2 separate regions of the Oryctolagus cuniculus genome follow, and region 1 is linked to region 2. A link is a contact called in public Hi-C data. All regions are on one chromosome and are shown on one strand. The core of a region is the stretch at or near the end of the contact, and the rest is flanking DNA. Distances in the headings are between cores, read along the strand shown.

Region 1 (4,055 bases), core at 936-3,435, 340 kb after region 2:
CAGGGGCCCAATCACTTGGGTCATATTCCACTACTTTCTTAGGCATATTAGCAGGGAGCTGGATTGGAAGTAGAGCAGCCGGGTCTTGAACCAGTGCCCATATGGGATGCCAGCACTGCAGATGGCGGCTTTACCTGCCACACCACAGCGCCGGCCCCCAGACTTTTTTTTTTTTTTTTAAAGAAGCAGCAGCAGTGGAAGTCAGACTAACATCTTTGCATGGTGCAGCAGGTTCTGCAGGTGTGCTGGCAGATAATGCTACACCCAAGGTCTTGGTTCTCAGGGATAAAAAAGCAGCATAAATAATCCACACCTGGCCTTCCTCCTCCCTCTAGAGGGTTACCACTCAGCTTTTGTACCTGGTAGTAGGGGTTAGCCCTGAAAGTCTAGCTAGTCTGCTTAGTTCTTTGAACCCAGAGTGTATTTTGTTCTGGAAACAGGCTTATGGCTAGTGGTTAGTGTCCTAAATCAACCCCTCAAACTCCTATCTGAATAGCTCCTTCGGAAAATGTATTCAGTGAACAGATGTTTATTATTACATAGAGAGAAAAGAAAATTAAGTGTGTAGCTTACGTATAAGTGAAGGGCTATGAAAGTACAAAGGAGGAGCAGATAATTCTGATGAGAGAACGAGGGAAGACCTCACAGAGGGGAGGAGAAGAGGTTCATACGGGATTTCAGGAGGTGTGAACAGGCCGCCTGGGGCTTAGTGGCTTCTGCTATACACCTGTTACATCTCCTGATTTCTATTCTAGCAGTTATGGCATTGAACTTGAATTATTGCTTGTCTGTCTCCTCATTTCTGTGTGTGGGGTGGGGGGGCTGTTTTCCATCTGCTAATCGACCATCATACAAGGCCCGTATGGTAGCCATTGGTTAATGTTTGTCCACTACACGAAGGGCCTCCTTTAGCAAAGTTCTTGAGGCATAAAAATGCGTGCTGTATATTAGATGAGCTGGAGGAAGCTTTGGAACTGAATCACTTGGGGCCAGCCTGCATCCCTGAATGCTGGCTGAGATGGTCTCATTGGATTCTGGTTCTGCTGTACGGTTTCAGCCACACCCAACTTCTATTCATACATTATTTTTATTTTATGGGAAAATATCTTTGGAGTTCCAGCTAAGGAAACCATCTTCTCCCAGTAACAAGGACACACAGGCTTCTGGGAGGGGAAGGACACAGTTTTCAAGGCAGCAGCAATTTCGCTCTCTAGATTGTTATAAATGAACCAGTAGATGTCTCTCCACCAGCCTCGTAGGGGCTCGGGATTGGAGAACAAAGGCTAGTTGCTCCCAGGAGCTTTCATGGGGACTTGCCTGCCATTCACTTTAAGTACAGCTTATTCATAAAGTGGGAGGTGTTTGGAAGTCAGGGACCGCGAGCACATATTTTATAAAAACCTCTCCGTCTCGGATTGTCACACAAATGGACCTAGCAAATTTTGCTCCTTGGCATTATCAATTCATTTCTCTTCTTCCTCCCCTCAAGTCTTAAGTTCATGTATATGTTGATTTTGCCATTTTTTGAAAAAGCCCGCACAATGCGGTCCATAAATTTAGGTCTGAGCAGCACTCATCCCAGCTGATGGGGAAAAAAAAAAAAAAAAAAAAACGGCGCCTGGGCAGCGTTCTCGGGGTAGCTGCGGAGTTGGCTCTCTAGGCTGCAGTCTCACAACTATGATTACGAGCAAGAAGCCTATGGTTCATTACAATGCATGAATGGGAGATATTCCCGGACTTATTTGCATTCATTACTCGCTGGTAGTTTCGCTGTTGAGGTCTCCATCCTTGTTTTTACAGAGCTCTTGGCAGTGTTCCTGCAGTCAGTGTGTGAATTTTTATGATCTGTTGCATGTTCTTCATGCAATTTCCTGCCCTGTAATGGTATCAGTTTTCCAGACACAGAGGAATACGGACGAAAACCCAGGAGCCTGCATTAGCATAAAATGTCCCAGTTCTGTCAGTTTGATTAATTTGTCTCTTTGTCTCCACTCTATATGATAAGTGCTATTAATGGTTGCAGCACTTCATATGTCAAAGTCTTTCTTCCTAATGACTTGAAAATGTGGTTTATTTCCCCCCTTTTTGTAGTATTTTTCTCATTTAGCATTCCACTCAAGTATAGATTTATGCCATGCTCTTTCATTATCTTACTGGTTGCAGCACCGGAGTGATTACATATGGTGTAGAGTATGCGTAAGGATGTGATCCCAGGGCCAGCAGCTGCTGATGCAAGCTGAAAATAGATCCAGCGTACGCTCAGCACTTTTCCCAGAGGCCTTTTATTTATTAGTAACAGCCCTGGTCCAGGACAGCTTGGATCCTCATTTAGCAAGATGACTTTTTGCCTCTCCGAACACTGCAGTGACTTTGCTGTGTTTACTGACACTGCTGTGTAATTTTTTTCAACCGCCTTGTATCTCAGCAATGACTTAACATAGATTGTAAAATAATCTCAGTGTATAATGAACTCAAGAGGCGACAGGCTCCATTGGAAGTAATAGAGCTTGACAGATCTAAGGTTTAAATTAAATAATCCTGTTTGTAAGATAGCGTTTATACATGGTACACTGCTTTAAAATGAATTTCTATTCTTCGCCAGTGATTCTTAACACCGGTTTTAGAATTCTCCCTTTCAAAAGGACCTTTCTCTAAAAAGAAATGCATTATGAAGCCAACAGCTCTTTCATAAGGAAAGAATAAGATGAAATGGTTTCTTGCCCAGTTCGATCATTGAACTGGAACCAGCATCACTAATGATTTGAGATGGGTAGTTATTAATCCATGCCAGCAAATCCAAATAGCTCAGACTTTCGTATCTATCACATCAGTGATTAAAAAAAAAAAAAACACAATAGTGCATTTTGGGATTAAGATAACTGACCTGCTCATGATTTTAGGTTCAGATATAATCAATTATTTTTTTAATTTGAAAAGTACTAATAACTCTATATATTTATTTTCTGAATAAATCCAAGAAAGACTTATTGTGTAATGTCTTCTCTTTGAGAGGTGTAATTTATATAGGGCAAGGAGGAAACTAATGGTGCACCTCAACAGAGAGGATTTTTTTTAAGCTTTAAGCTTTTTATTTAGTGAGAGAGAAATGCATGGGAGAGTAAGGGCTCTCTCTAAAAGAGAAAAGGAAATCTGGATTCATGCCGAGCCCAGGAGCCAGCCACGTGGAAGAGCACGCAGGCCGGAAAGCATGGAGTGGGTGGCCTGAAGGCCACGCGTCCTGAAGGCGCGGGGGCACCAAGGGGATCAGATAGAATTTAGATAGGAATTCCTCGCTGCAGGATAAAATTCTGGCAAAGCGCACAGATGGAAAAAAGAATAACTTTAAAACTTTATAGGCAGATGACAAATTAAGGGCTTTACTTCCTGGCAGGACCTGGTGGTAATCTGACGAGGAAGCTATGAAGAAAAATGAATTTGTGAATAGCAGACCACTTGCTGGTGATGTCCTAGATAAGGGAGCAAAAAGCCCGGGTCAGTTGAAGAACGAACTCTCTGCTGTTTGACCTGTGATTTCCACCTGCTCCAGAGCCAGCAAGATAATGCCCTGCTTAAGGCTGTCACTGCCCTGTGACAGACAGTACCATGGCTCTTTCTCTATGGTCAGAGAGATCTTATCCATTCCATGGTTGATCAGGGCTACACTGTGGTTTCCTGCTGGGTTAGGTTAAAAATTAAAACAGTGCTCCGTGATAAAGAAATGCAGTGCGAGTGTCCCATTTCAGTGGGTATGTGCCCTCTAACGTTGTGGAAAGAGCAGCCATTCAAACCATTCCTAAAATCAGCGCACCCAGGGGGTCCTGGGGTGGGGAAGAGAAGCCCCCTATTCATGCCCACATGTGCACAATTGCACAAGAAAGCGTGAGAGTAGAGCATGTTATCTGCTGTGATCGTCATGGCTCAGACAGTCTTTCAAGTTTGGGAGCGGAGACTGCTAACAGCCTGGCTGCTGTCATGAGAGCAGCCAGCGCCCTGCCTGGAAGGTGCCCTCGGAGGCAGGCGATAGTGAGGTGCTGGTGATAGGGCAGAAGGCAAGC
Region 2 (4,174 bases), core at 1,202-3,701:
GAAGCACATTTAAATGTGGAAAAGAGCCAGCGAGCACTCCTGCCAAAGGTGCCGAGGCTGTCCCCAGCCCAGTCTCTGCAGCAGTACTGCTGAAGGAATATCCAGGACTTGACTTGCCATTCCGAAGGTCATATAATTCTTTTTTTTTTTTAATAAAGATTTATGTATTTGTTTGAAAGAGTTACAGCCAGAGAAGGGGGAGAGAGAGAGAAAGAGAGAGAGATCTTCCATCTATTGGTTCACTCCCTAAGTGGCTGCAATGGCCACAAGCCAAGAACTTCCTCCAGGTCTCCCCGGCAGGTGCAGGGGCCCAAGCACTTGGGCCATCTTCCACTGCTTTCCCAGGTCATGAGCAGCAGAGCAGCCACGACTGGAAGTAGTGCCGGCTGCTGGCTTTGCAGGTGATGACTTGACCTGGTACACCACAACCCAGCCCTGTAAATTTCATGCAATTCTGAAAATCCTTTTCAGTCTTCAACTCAAAAGAGCCCACTTCCAGTGCTTGAACATAAAATGAATAATGAACTCCCTGCTAGACTTCAAGCTCCTCAAAGGCACAGATTGTGTCTTGTTCACAGACACCAAATATGTGAGTGCAGACCTGGATACGACCTTAGAGGTTAGCTAGTGCTAATTCCATCTCCTTGAAAGACTTGATAATGCAAGCCGTGGCATTAGGCTTTGTTCATCTCTACTTGTCCCATTTCACACTAGAAAAGCTGCAGCCTCACTCTTTAGGCAAGTAGGCTAATGGGAAGGACCTGGTAGCCATCATTGTATCCACCTGGGACCAGAGATGGTGACGAGAGCAGCCTGCAGCAGCAACTCCATGCTGATGCGCCCAGTTCTGCTCACAGCGGGGTAGCCACGACCTGCTTGGAAAAGAAGTGAATTTATTTAACCTTCATAGGCATGTTCTTCATCCTGGATCTTTCCAGAAAAGCACCGACTGGCATTGCTAAAATGCATAAAGGTATCTCACCAAGACACTCTTAACAGGGATAAGGAATGCAGAAGCGGAACCATCCACCAGACTAGGTAGAAATGGCCTGAGTAGGGCAGATCAGGGACCAGGATTCTGTCGTCAGCAGGGGTCTCAGAAACAGGGCAAAGGGGCACTGGGACCTAAAGTCAAGTGATCAAGGGCTACTCTGAGCTCCAAGGGTTTTTCTCATCTAAAACCCAAAAGGGTTAGCAAAGAAAACGTCCCAGGCCGGGCCCAGATCCACATGTCAAGGTCTTCCAGCGCTGTTAGAAAAATCAGCTTAGCGCCTTCAGCTTGCTTTTGGCCGTGGCTTAGCTTTCCACACAGCCGTTCCAAGTGGGGCCTTTAAAAATTCTGCCCTCAAATCGAAGGTGGCTGCAGCCACACTCCGGGTGATATCACGAGACTCCCAGGGCGAGGCTCCCCTGCTTCCTCAGCATATGCCAGTGCCTGTTTTATAGGGGGGATTTACGATCCTTCCCTCAGTAGAGCGAGCCAAAGTTTTATAATATTCATTAAAAATCAGCACCACATGCAATAATACGGAATAGTGCCCTTACCCAAGGGGCCAAGTTATAGGTGTTTAGGGAAACGTGGCAGAGTTTCCTGGCCTCTCCACGGGTAAAGCTGCAGGCAGCAGCACTGCACTCACCCAACCTAATTTTACTGCAAGCCTATCTCTCCAGCCTGGGTCCCTAACGACTCTCTTAAAACTCTAACTACCAAGCTTTCTCCTGACGGGGCAGCCGCGCGATGGCCATAGGGGCAACACCCTGCAGCCTCCAGGGACAGGCTGGCAAGGTGGCTGGAGCTGGGGAGCTGGACTTGGAATTGAGCTTCGCACAGAGCGAGCGCTCTTTCCATAACCTGGCCGGGGGTGCTTAGACGTTCCTGGAATGGGGCAGGCCGAGGCGCTGCTGAAAAAGATCCAAACGTTAGCCTCGGTCGGGTGCTCCTCTCGGTCGGCCTGTCCCTAGGCAGAAGCAGGGGTCCGGTCAGCCCTGGGGGAAGTGGGAGGGAGAGGGGTGCGTGGAGCACCTTTTCGGGCTTGTCCAGGAAAAACGCGCAGACCACAGCCCAGCAGTCTCAGGTCTCGCTCCCGGGCCTGGAGGCAGTGCCCTGGGCTCTGGCCCCTCTCCCGCCCTGGCCTCCCCAAGCCCAAACCCCTAACCCTGCTCTTGCAAGGCCCTGCCAGCCGAGCGGGCAGCCCCGCCGGGAGCAGAGGGCTCTGCGGGCCGCACGGCCGCACAAAGCGGGGAGCTCGGCGCGCCCCCTCCCGCGAGCCGGCGGAGCGCGCGCCCGCCCCCGCCCCCGGAGCGCCATTCGCGGAGCGGCTTACGCTAGTCGCCGGGCGTACGGCGCCCCAGCGGCCGGGGAGGTGCGCTGCCCGGCTCCCGTAAAGTTATTGTGAATGGGGAGCGGGTGACGTCAGCGCCGAATGTCAACAATGTAGCGATTGAGAGTGTGGGCGTTCCAGGGAGAGCGCAAGCCGCGCGGCACGGAGCAAACACCGCCGAGCCGCCGCCGCCGCAGCAGCCGCCGCCGCCGCCGCCGCACAGCACAGCAGCGGCCGTGCACGCCCGGCTGCGGTCGCACCAGCGCTCCCGCTCCCGCCGCCGCGCCCTCGCCGCCCGCTCCCGCCGCCGCCCCGCTCTCGCCCTCTCCCTGGCCGCTTCTCGCCCCTCCCCTCCCCCTTCCCGGCGCACTCGGGGGCTGGGAACGAGCTGCCATGTGATGCGCGTCCCCTCTGCGAGCCTTCGGTGACCCCCCGAACCGCCCACCGCGCCGGCTGCTGGGACGGGGCTCGGGCCGGGCAGACGTGGGGACGAGGAGGCGGAAAGGACGCGAAGTTCTCCGGCGAGGTGAGTCCCCGGCCCCGGCGGGGCGGCGGGCGAGCATGCAGGGGGAACGGGTGCGCGGGGCAGGCGGGGAGGCGTGGGGAAGCGGAGCCGCGGCCGCCCTGCCCAGCGCCCCGCGCGCAGCCGCCCGCCCCGCGCCCTCCCGCTTTTATGGCATTTTCTAGGAACGGGAAGCGGGTGGGCGCCGCGGCGAACGGGCGCTCTGCCGCCTGGCTGTTTACGGCGGGCGAGGCGGCATTGTATTTTGCTCGCGTCGACGGGTGTTTTGGAACAGCAGGGGGAGGAGGAGCAGAGGGTAATAAGTCAGGCGCGGGAGGGCGGGTGGAGCGAAGCGCGCGGCCGCGGGAGCTGCCGCAGCTGTCAGACCCACGGCCCTGCCCCGGCCGGGCCAAGCCTGTGCCGCCCGGCCCCCCGGCCCGCGAGACCCGCGCCCAGCCGGGCTGCCGCCTCCCGGTCCGCGCCGCCGCTCCTTTGCGCTCAGCTGTCAGCCGCTGCCGGTGGCCCAGACCGCAGCCGCTGGCGGGAGATCCAAGCCCAAGTTTAGGCTCCCAGGAAAGGGGCAGGTTGGGGGCTTCGCGGCGCACACCTGAGTGGAATCTCTGCCTCCCGGGTTGTCGGAATGCGTCCCGCGGAGCTTAAACCTGGGGCTCGAGGCTCCTGCAGGGAAGCCTCGCACCTCCCTCTCCCGGGGTACTGCACGAAGCCTACGTGCAACGCACGCACACAGCCCCGGAGCTCCACCTGGGAATGTCGGTCGGGGAGACCCCGGCTCTCCAAATCGAGGCGCGCCGTGGGTCTCGGTTCTAGCTGCCTGTGCGGCCGGGCACTCTGGACAGGGCGGCGGGCGGCGCTCACGGGCTACCCCAGCTGCCCGCGAGCCGGGGACTCCAACTAGCATCTCGACCGCCTCGATCTGGATGGGGATTTGCAAGAACTCGGGCCGGGCCGGGCCGGGCCGGGCGCACGTGTCTGCCTCGGGGCTTGTGGCGCGCGGGTTGTCCCGCACCCTCTCGCTTGCAGGCGAGTTGGACAACTTGGAGGGGGGCGGAGTTCCCCGGGCGGCTAGTGTCCCGGCTGGTTTTGTCTGTGGCCCTCCTGGCCACTGCCGTCGCCGCGACCCGTGGCCGCCGGGGAACGAGGAGTCGAGGGCGCCCCCACCGCGAGACAGAGCCGCAGACGCCCCGCGGGCGCGCGGGTGGGGAGGCGCGGCGTCCCCCGGTGTTCACCTTCGCTGTCTGGTGCTACAGTCTCTCACTCTGTGAAGTTCATCTGTTGAGCGTATTTAACTAAAAAGGGTAATTACTTTAGATAAAAATCCTTTCCTGCCTGG

What was found. Hi-C and Micro-C count contacts between places; a contact is called where the count stands out from the background.
Region 1: a contact with region 2 is called in a Hi-C map of psoas muscle, with 5 times the contacts expected there. The contact joins the enhancer-like site here to the promoter of BACH2 in region 2. A contact is called at or near these places in 2 of 6 Hi-C or Micro-C datasets (psoas muscle and an unstated tissue).

The regions. Positions count from the first base shown.
Region 1 is chr5:82,555,551-82,559,605 of mOryCun1.1, forward strand. All of the region lies in intron 4 of BACH2 (BTB domain and CNC homolog 2), which reads left to right. Among named protein-coding and RNA genes, the nearest start is that of GJA10, 110 kb to the right of the region's middle. Within about 2 kb of position 2,186, at least 1 of the 8 cell types and tissues checked has an H3K27ac peak or open chromatin away from gene starts, as enhancers often do.
Region 2 is chr5:82,211,639-82,215,812 of mOryCun1.1, forward strand. It overlaps BACH2 (BTB domain and CNC homolog 2), which reads left to right and starts at 2,452. Exons shown (of 7, transcript XM_070073780.1): 1 at 2,452-2,847.